Linked DNA regions of Triticum aestivum: region 2 is linked to region 1. Evidence: chromatin contacts called from public Hi-C data. All regions are on one chromosome and are shown on one strand. The core of a region is the stretch at or near the end of the contact, and the rest is flanking DNA. Distances in the headings are between cores, read along the strand shown. Region 1 holds the start of LOC123110927 (exocyst complex component 5). Region 2 holds the start of LOC123110928 (adenylate kinase 3).

Evidence for each region. Hi-C and Micro-C count contacts between places; a contact is called where the count stands out from the background.
Region 2: a contact with region 1 is called in a Hi-C map of leaf, with 2.5 times the contacts expected there. The contact joins the promoter of LOC123110928 here to the promoter of LOC123110927 in region 1. A contact is called at or near these places in 2 of 5 Hi-C or Micro-C datasets (both in leaf).

Annotation. Positions count from the first base shown.
Region 1 is chr5B:168,247,369-168,252,404 of IWGSC CS RefSeq v2.1, reverse strand. LOC123110927 (exocyst complex component 5) reads left to right here and starts at 2,740. Exons shown (of 24, transcript XM_044531571.1): 1 at 2,740-2,955; 2 at 3,030-3,227; 3 at 3,341-3,415. The coding sequence starts at 2,893.
Region 2 is chr5B:168,398,952-168,403,987 of IWGSC CS RefSeq v2.1, reverse strand. LOC123110928 (adenylate kinase 3) reads right to left here and starts at 2,657. Exons shown (of 6, transcript XM_044531572.1): 1 at 2,418-2,657; 2 at 1,502-1,647; 3 at 1,290-1,409; 4 at 993-1,160. The coding sequence starts at 2,520.

The DNA.
Region 1 (5,036 bases), core at 1,491-3,990:
ATTGCATACATGTAGGGGGAGCCTATGCTTGTTACATGTCTTTCCCAAGCTTTACTTGCTATTTTTTATATCTTTATCTAATGCTTTGATGTATGTTGTCATCAATTACAGAAAAGAGGGAGATTGAAAGCATAAGTGCTCCCTAGGTGGTTTTGGTAATTAATGACAACATATCTCTTGTTGGACTAACACTTTTATCTAGTATGTTTCAGATAAGTTCAACAATGGAGTGACATGGACTAAAGGATGTGGGAACTCCTTCAAGATGCTAAGGACAAAGGATTGGCTCAAGCTTCAAGCTCAAGATTCTTCATTTTACATTTTAGTGATCCAATATCACATTGAGTCTATAGGAAAAGCCAATACTATCAAGAAGGGATGATGTGTTGCTTAATGATATGCTCCAAAAACCCTCAACTACTTTCTCACATCCACATATGACCTAAACCCAAAGTCAAACTCGGCCCCACGGATTCTTTCTATCTGGCGCCATCGAGTTCAAATGTCATAGCCACTGCCACAAACCCTAGGCAAATCGGTCTTACCGATAGGGATCTCGGTCTCACCGAGATGGGATTGTAATCTTTCTGTTTCCCTTTGTAACGTTTCGGTCTAACCGAAGTGAGTGATCGGTCCCACTGAGATTGCAATTGAAACTCTCTGTTTCCCCTTCGTAAAGTTTCGGTCCAACCGAGATGAGCGAATCGGTCCCATCGAGTTTATCTGACCAACTCTCTGGTTAGCTAATTACTGAAATCGGTCTCACCGAGTTTGTGTAATCGGTCTCACCGAGATTACGTCATGCCCTAACCCTAACCATATCGGTCTCACCGAGTTGCATGTCAGTCCCACCGAAAATCCTAACGATCACTAGATTTACTAAATCGGTCCGCCCGAGTTTGTTGATTCGGTCCCACCGAGTTTGGTAAATTGTGTGTAACGGTTAGATTTTATGTGGAGGCTATATATACCCCTCCACCTCCTCTTCATTCATGGAGAGAGCCATCAGAACGTGCCTACACTTTCAGCATACATTTTCTGAGAGAGAACTACCTACTCATGTGTTGAGGCCAAGATATTCCATTCTTACCATATGAATCTTGATCTCTAGCCTTCCCCAAGTTGCTTTCCACTCAAATCTTCTTTCCACCAGATCCAAATCCTACGAGAGAGAGTTGAGTGTTGGGGAGACTATCATTTGAAGCACAAGAGCAAGGAGTTCATCATCAACGCACCATTTGTTACTTCTTGGAGAGTGGTGTCTCCTAGATTGGCTAGGTGTCACTTGGGAGCCTCCGACAAGATTGTGGAGTTGAACCAAGGAGTTTGTAAGGGCAAGGAGATCGCCTACTTCGTGAAGATCTACCGCTAGTGAGGCAAGTCCTTCATGGGCGACGACCATGGTGGGCTAGACAAGGTTGCTTCTTCGTGGACCCTTCGTGGGTGGAGCCATCCGTGGACTCGCGCAACCGTTACCCTTCGTGGGTTGAAGTCTCTATCAACGTGGATGTACGATAGCACCACCTATCGGAACCACGACAAAAACATCCGTGTCTCCAATTGCGTTTGAATCCTCCAAAATCCTTCACTTTACATTCTTGCAAGTTGCATGCTTTACTTTCCGCTGCTCATATACTCTTTGCATGCTTGCTTGTTATGTATTCTGAATGTTAAACTTGTGCCTAAACTCCACTTAAACATAAAGAAGTTGAAAACTACAACTTTGATACTTAGTGTCTAATCACACCCCCTCTAGACACCTCTTCTCAAGGTCATACAGTGCTTCCTGCTAACCTTTATGCCTGAGATCTTTCCTCTCTCCTCCGCATTTGCTAAAAGGGCCGTCAGGCCCTTCGTACATAACAAGAACAAATAGGGGGTCCACCTGCCTTAGCCCTCCAGTGGGTTTGAAACTACCAGTCTCCTCTGCATTAAACCGAACCCTATACTCCACAGAGGACACACATTGCATAACCAAATTCATCCAGTTTTCCTTGAAATCCAGCTTCAACAAAATTGCTCTTAAGAAAGGTCATTCCACTCGGTCATAAGCTTTGTGCATGTCCAACTTGATAGCACACAACCCCTCCCTCCCTGTTCTTTTCTTTTTAATTTTGTGGAAACACTCATATGCTACTAAAATATTATTTACGATTAGTCTTCCGGGAACAAAAGCACTCTGAGCTGGGCTGATAATGTTTGACATAATTAATTTCAAACGCGTTGCAATTATTTTTAAAATAACCTTGTACACCACATTGCATAAACTAATAGGTCTAAACTGAGTGACCTTTTCTGAAGAGTTACCTTTGGGATCATGACAATTGCAGTATCATTCCATCCCGCGGGTATCGACCTTCCAGGTGTGCCTTCGTTGCGAACCAACCTGTGGTTGGATGGTTAGAGGGGTTGTGGTATCCCCAACCCATCAGGGTTCAAATCCTGGTGCTCGCATTTATTCCTGAATTTATTTCAGGATTTCCAGCGATGCGCATTCAGTGGGAGGAGACGTTCCCGTCGACGACGAGGCGCCTACGGAGACTTCATAAATCTCAACACGATATGCCGGCTCGATTTTTCGGAGGGGCTCATAGGGGTAGGGTGTGCGTGTGTGCGTTCATAGGGATAAGTGTATGCGTGTGTATATGAGCGCTTGTGTATGTTAAAAGAAAAATGTGTGCCTTTGTTGAATAGAAAACCCCAAGTTCGCCTTTCAAAAAAAAAAAACCCAAGTTCGACGAAGAAAAAAAAAAGATGCGCCTGGCCTGAGCCGTTGTCGTTTCCTTCTCGTCCGGCCCGCCCGAACCCAGTCAGCTCACCCCATTTTCCAGATCATACACAAGAGCCGCTGCCCATCCTCCTCCCCTAGATCTCTCCGGCCGGCAGGCAGCCATGCCGTCGCCGAATGACCCGCCCGCGGCGTTGCCCCTCACCCTCGACCTCGAGGACTTCAAGGTACTCCCCCTTATTCGATTCGTTCTGTATCTCCCCTCCTTCCGTCCAGACCTAAGCGCTGCGTGGTTTTGCAGGGGGATTTTTCCTTCGACGCGCTCTTCGGGAGCCTGGTGGATGAGCTTCTGCCGGAGTTCCACGGGGACGATGCGGCAGGGGTACCCCCCCCGCCGCCGCCCCTGCTCGGGGCCGCGCCACCCGTTTTCCCTGCCGTCGACGAGCTTCTCGGGCTCTTCAAGCATTCCTGCAAGGAGCTCGTCGACCTGCGTCGTCAGGTCGGTTGCCGCCGGTCCTGGTGGTAGCAGCCTGCGTGATTGGGTGTGTGGGTGGTTGTCCGGTGATGGTATATGCTGATGCTGGTGTTTCTTTTTCTTCCTTTTGTGGATAGATTGATAAGAGGCTCCAAAATCTGAAGAAAGAGGTGGCTACACAGGATGCCAAGCATCGCAAGACACTCGGGGAGGTTAGTTAGCATGCTTGCAAGTTTTCTACGTGTTGACTATATTGTTAATGTTAGTATATTATAGAAAGATAAATGAATGAGACCATAATGGAAAAACAATACAGATGAGAAACCAGACGAGCCATATATAAAGATTGGAAGTACAACTAACTCTGATACGGTGAAAACATAATGCAAAGTCTTACCATTTGGAATATTATCTTTAGGTGTTCCTTGTTTCCTCTGGTTGTGCTATTCACTGGGATGAAAGTGCCACTCTAGGCTCGTAGTTAATTAGTTATATATGCCATCAATTACACATAATGATCAAGTTGGGGGAATCTTTTGTTACCTATATAGGTTAACTTTGTTCTTTTGTTTTCATCGCCGTATGATACATGTCAACGTATGACGACGAGTAGGTTCCCAGTTTTAAGATCTTCACCCAGTCGAATCTATTCAACTGTCTGTTAGATGTCTAGGACTTTATATATTATAATTTTTTCTTACTGTGTTTCTACCCCTCTTGTCCTGTTGGACCTGTTCAGTTGCTAAGAAGGGACATTTTCCTTTAGTAATACAGTTATACCCAGGCAAAGTTTAGTAGGCCATTCTGTAGAGAACCTAATGAATAATTGCTGAAAAGGGCAGTCCCTGATGCGAGAATCCAAAGAGACATAACTACAGCAGAAAAAAGTGCAAGGCATGCATTTGATGAGCTTCTATAGAAGAATGACTGTCGTGTTTAATATTTATGGTGACTCCTATGCTTCCATCAAATTGTAGTTATGAAGGAAATTTCTAACTAGGGAAATACGCAGAAGAGATTTGTATCCTATTCACACATTTTTCTATTTGCATTTGGTTATCAGCATCTTAGGGTCTATCATTCTGTCAAATGCATCTCTGGAATGGGGATGCTGTTCGATTTTAGAAACCCAGCTGCATGTTTCGATACTTTACCATTTTAATGTGATCTGACTAGGCTTTTGTCAGTTAGGATCCTGGCAAATAGGATCATGTTGTCCCTTGAGAAATACTTTTTTGTAAGGTTCCCTATGAATTACTTTGTGCAATAATCTCCTTTCGAACCCTTCAGTACAAAGTGCCCAGTTGGAACAATTTTTTCTGGATTGACCATAGATGCTGTTCAGTAAAAATAAAACACCTTAGCTGAACCCTTTAGCATAAAGTGTCCAGTCGGAACAAAATCTTTGGACTCTATGTTTATAAAGCGGTAAAGCGAAGCGAGGCGCTTGGGGGGCGCCTCACTGCTTAAGCGATAAAGCGTAAAGCGAGGCGACGCTTTAGACAGACTCTGAACCTGATGGGCAGTATAATAGAGCACCATTTAGTGAGACATATATATGTTGATTCTAATCCACCAGTGAGCCCATATATTCTGATCCATCCACTAAGCAGTAAGCAACTAGCCAATTGCTATAAGAGAGGCAGTAGCACCTAACAGCAGAGGAGTTGTGCATAGCATAACACACAACAGAGCAGAAAAGGCTGGTGCAGATCTGAGGAAGCTGCTGCCAGAGGAGAGAGGAAAGAGCTGAAAGCCTGGATATTTGCACGCTCTGGTTTTGGTTCTCTCTCTTTCTTTCCCCTCCTGTAACTGTTTCAAATGTGAGCCCAG
Region 2 (5,036 bases), core at 1,408-3,907, 150 kb before region 1:
TCAAGTGTTATGACCGGGCAGACTTATGCCTGTAGGAGGCCCACTGGGCAGGTTTAGTTAGGGGCTTAGCCCGCAAGTTATCTATTTTATTTTCCATCATGGTTATATATACTAGTTGTAAGACTCTATGACAATCAAGCAATAAGAATAAATCTATTGCCCGGCTCCCACAGGAGCCGAACCCTAACCCTAGCCGCCTCCAGCTCCTTGCGCCGCCGCCTCCCCCCTCGCGCACGACGGCGCCTTGCCGCCGGCTACCACGAGCTTCGCCACGTCCAGCCCCCTCCTTCCCCTACAACCTACGCCCTAGACCCGGGTCCTAGCTCCTACCATCAAGCTTCACAAACTTTGACAATTGCTTGTAGAGTAGTATATGAAAACATATTTCATGATGAATCTAATGGCATTGATTTGGTATTTTACATGTTGACAATTTTTTTCATAAACTTAGTCAAAGTTTATAAAGTTCGACTGAAAAAAATATCTAATGCACACTATTTTGGGACCCCCCCCCCACACACACACACACACACAATTCCCCCTAACATCCAGTGCGTAATCCCATACGATTTGGTCCATAGCTCTAGCATCACTCAAGGAAATACAGTGTTGTGCAACATATCCATAAGGACAGGAGAACACAAGGGGATATTGAACTGTTTAAACAAACCATAACATGAATCTAGTAGTCAATACAAAATAAGTTACGCCTACAAGCAGAAGCAAACCACAAAAAGATTGCACATCGAGTTCATCTGGCAAACTAGTAACTCATCACCCACAACACAATTGGCAATTCTTTTCCCAAGATTGAATATGTATGGTAACCAGCTTAGCATGGCTATTGACAACCAAACTGAGGGAGTGTTATGCAGAGAAGACATTGAACTGCTCGGAACTTAACCTTGTGGAAGCAATGATCACGATAACAAAAATAAAGCATGCAAGTATGACATATCAAGGCACTACCCAGTATTCTACATTTGACTTACATCATCAACTCCCGGAGTCTTGGGAGGAGCAAATTTTGTATGGTAAGATCTACCACTCGATGGGTGTATCCAACGGCCAGTAATTCGTTCTTCCAATATTGCATCATCAATTGCAAAATTTAGAACCTTGTCAACCTTAGCACCTTGCTTTGCGAGCATTTCATCGAGCTGCAGTCGTTGTTCAACCAAACCATAAGAAAACAAACACTAAGCTCCCAAGGCATAAATCATCCATCAATATACACAGAAAGAAGGAATTTTCATTTCGATGTATATTGACCAAGGACCTGACCAGACCTTTTGTGCTTGAACAACAGTTCTAGGGAAGCCATCAAGGATAAAACCTTTTTGACATGAAGGTTTTTTCATGGCTTCATCAATAATCCCAACAACCAAGTCATCTGAAACAAGCTCTCCCTAAAAACAATAAGAGTCAAGAAATAAAGAAATTGATAGACACGGTTTTTGCTAGTTTTAAATTGCTATTTGGTATGTTCTTGAAACCTTACCTTGTCCATAGCTTCTTTAGCCTTGATACCCAGAGGAGTCTTAGCGGCGACAGCAGCCCTCAGCATATCGCCAGTGGCTAAATGGCACAAACAATATTCATCCTTAATAAGGGGAGACTGTGTTCCCTTTCCAGAGCCAGGTGGACCTACAGAATTTGCAAAGCACTTGCATAAGTCAAATTGCCCAAGCATAGTGCAATTTAGATTTTAGAACATAAACAGTGGCACTATGTGTTCAGGAATTAAAGATGAACCAGAGCATACAAAATCAAACGCACATGCAATACTCTATTCTTTTAGGGGGGGGGGGGGGGGGGGGGGGGGGGGGGGGGGCTGTGGGGTAATCTGTCTGGTATTCGATAGTTGGGGGGTTAAGTAGCTATTTTGGAGTTGAGGGGGTGATGTAGCTGCATCATAAAACTTCAGAGGGTACGTCCACTTATTTCCAGAACGAGGGACAGCAAGGACGAGGAACTCCAGCTCCAGATCCAGCCAACAGCAACAAGCTGCGAGCAGCAGCTACCCTATCGCGCCAACGACAACAGATCTGGCGGCGCGACCGACTGGGCACCACGACTGCAGCTTCAGATCCGTAACGACCAGATCGCACGTTGATGGACGTGGGAGGTCCAACTGCGCCGGCCGCCGAGCCTCGAGCGCCGCGCAGCTGAAGCCGCCGACCACCAAGGACACTAACCGCAAGGACCCGCACCGCCACCGCCTGCGGAACTACGCGCCACCGAACCCACCAGACGCTGCGAGCTGGAAAGACCCCGCCGCCGCCGTAAGACGCAAGGGCTAGGGTTAGAACGGCGGCAGTCACCCTGGCGAGAGCGAAGCCGGGGCCGAGCAGTTGGGATCTTTTGGTGTAGAAGAAGATGAGGATTGGGAAAGAAGAGAAGGGCTAGGGTTTTACCGACGAGGATGATGCGCTTGTCGGGCTTGGAGCTGCACTTGGCGCGACGGAGCAGCTCGGTCATGAGCTCCACCGAAGGCACGTCCTCGATGTTCGTCGCCATCTCTTCCTCCGCCGGCCGCAACAACGGGAACGACTCGACTCGCGTGCCTGCTGTTTGGCGTGCGGCGCACAAGTCCTATCTCTCTCTTGCTGCGTGCCTCCCTGGGTCAGTTCGCGTCGGCTCTGATCGGGGTTTTGTAAGAGCAACTCTAGCAGACCCCGCTCTGGCTCGCACAGATGCAAACCCCTCAAACGGATTCGTAAAAATATATATTCATGAAATATACCTTTTTACAGGTCTGTTTTGGGGTCTATTCTTTGCGCTGCTGCATCTCGCATATTATCAGCCCGCAAATATCAAATACAACATAATTCAACAATCGAAAACAAACTAAATTATTCCAATCAAACATAATATAATAATCATCCGCATTACAAATAATTATTCAAATAATCGTAGCAAACTTAAATAGTGCAATACAAAATTTGTCGTGAATACAAATACAAATGAATATAAAAATAAGTCACTGTCCAACCCTTTGCCAATGGTGTTCAATGAGATCTTCCTGAAGTTGAAAATGGGTGTCTGCATTTTCAATCTCCTTGTATGTCTGAAAAAAAGCTCTAATGCGGTTTGGATCTCTAGCTGGTTTGACACGGCTACCCACATTGTCGTAAAAGAATTTTAAGTTCAATCCTCTTTCATCTTTAAGAATCATATTGTGCAGGATAACACAGCATGTCATTATGTTCTTCAAGGTTTTCTTATCCCAAAAACGAGCAGGACCACAGACAATGGCAAACCTAGATTGCAAAACACCGAATGCTCTTTCAATGTCTTTTCGGGCTGCCTCTTGCACCCTTGCAAATTCACATTGTTTTTTTGTTTTGGGTTCTTTGATGCTCTTGACAAATGTGCACCAAGGAGGGTATATACCATCTGCAAGATAGTACTCCTTTGTCTATTCATGCCCATTGTTAGTGTAGTTGCAAGCAGGAGCATCGCCACTAGCAAGCCTAGCAAACAAATAAGACTGTTGCAACACATTGATATCATTGAGAGTGCCCGGCATACCAAAAAAGCAATGTCAGATCCATAAATCCTCGGATGCTACGACCTCTAGCACAATTGTTGCATCACGAGAGTTGCCACAATACATTCCTTGCCAAGCCTTGGGGCAATTTTTCCAATTCCAATGCATACAATCAATGCTACCTAGCATGCCAGGCCAACCTCTCCTCTCATTAGATGCCATCAATTTCTTTGTGTCATCTTCATTGAGTGCCCGAAGATACTCAGGACTAAGGACACGGATGACCACTTTCGCAAATCTACGCACAGACTCAATTATGCTATCTTCACCAATGCGAAGATACTCATCGGCATAGTTAGCCGGAACGCCATATGCAATCACCCGCATAGCTACGGAGATTTTTTGATATGCACTAAATCCCTTTAAGCCCGCGACATTCCTTCTTTGATTAAAATACCGGCAATTTGCCTCGCAAGCTTCAACAATTTTCACAAAGAGGGATCGGCGCATTCGGTACCTTCTCCGGAAGAGGTGCGGAGGATACGTAGGATTTTCCGCGAAATAGTCTTGCATCAACATCTCGTTCCCAAGATGGCGATTCCGAGGAATGCACAAACGCCCGACAGTCGATCCTCGCCTCCTCTTCCGGTGCTCGTCTTCATGCTCCTTCACGGCAAGCGCCGTGTCTAATGTTTGCTGCCGAAAGTTCGCAAGCATGCTCTCAACATCCGAGTCGTTCGAATCGGACGAATCGGATAGCAAGAACTTCTCGCACGGGGTCAACTCCATCTACACGCACACCGGCGTGTCAATCTACTATGCAGCTCGCAAAAATCACAAAATAGGGACTAACTGGTGGCGGGTGATCCCGGGCGGCGACGAGGGGGTGCGCCCGATGGTGGTCGATCCCCGGCGGCGGGGGCGACAGGGGGCAGCTCTTCTCGCCGGATCCGGAGGGGCGGTGCAGCAGCTCGGCGCGGGAGGGTGTGGGGCGGCCCCGGGGCGCGATTCCGCTCGCAGATATGGCCGGAATCACCAGCGACGGGCGGGCAGAAGCAAAGGGCGGGCGGCGGCGGAAGGAGGGGGAAAGCGCGCGGGCTGAAATGTCCCTCCCGCCAACTGCTTCTCTCCGATGTAGGGCACCGCAGCCGCGAGGGGGAAACCCACGTTTTCCCGGGTTGGGGTGGGGAATTTGCCCCCCCCCCCCAAAAAAATTGCGGGCCGGGTTGGGATGCGGGGTCTGGTCGGGCACGCTTTCCGGCCCGTACCCGCATTTTGGCGGTTATTTTGCAGGTCGAGGGCGGATGCGGGGTCTGGTAGAGTTGCTCTATGAGCATGTCTGGTAGAGCCCTCAAACCCTTAAATCTAAAACCAGTTTTAAGGGTTGAGAATTGGCCTTTTTGACACTTTTAAGGGTTGAAAAATATAGGCAAAGACTAGAACCCTCAAACCCAACCCTTATAACAGACTGTTATAAGGGTTGGGTTTGAGGGTTCTAGTCTTTGCCCCAACCCCAACCCTTAAAACTGTCATTTGACATATC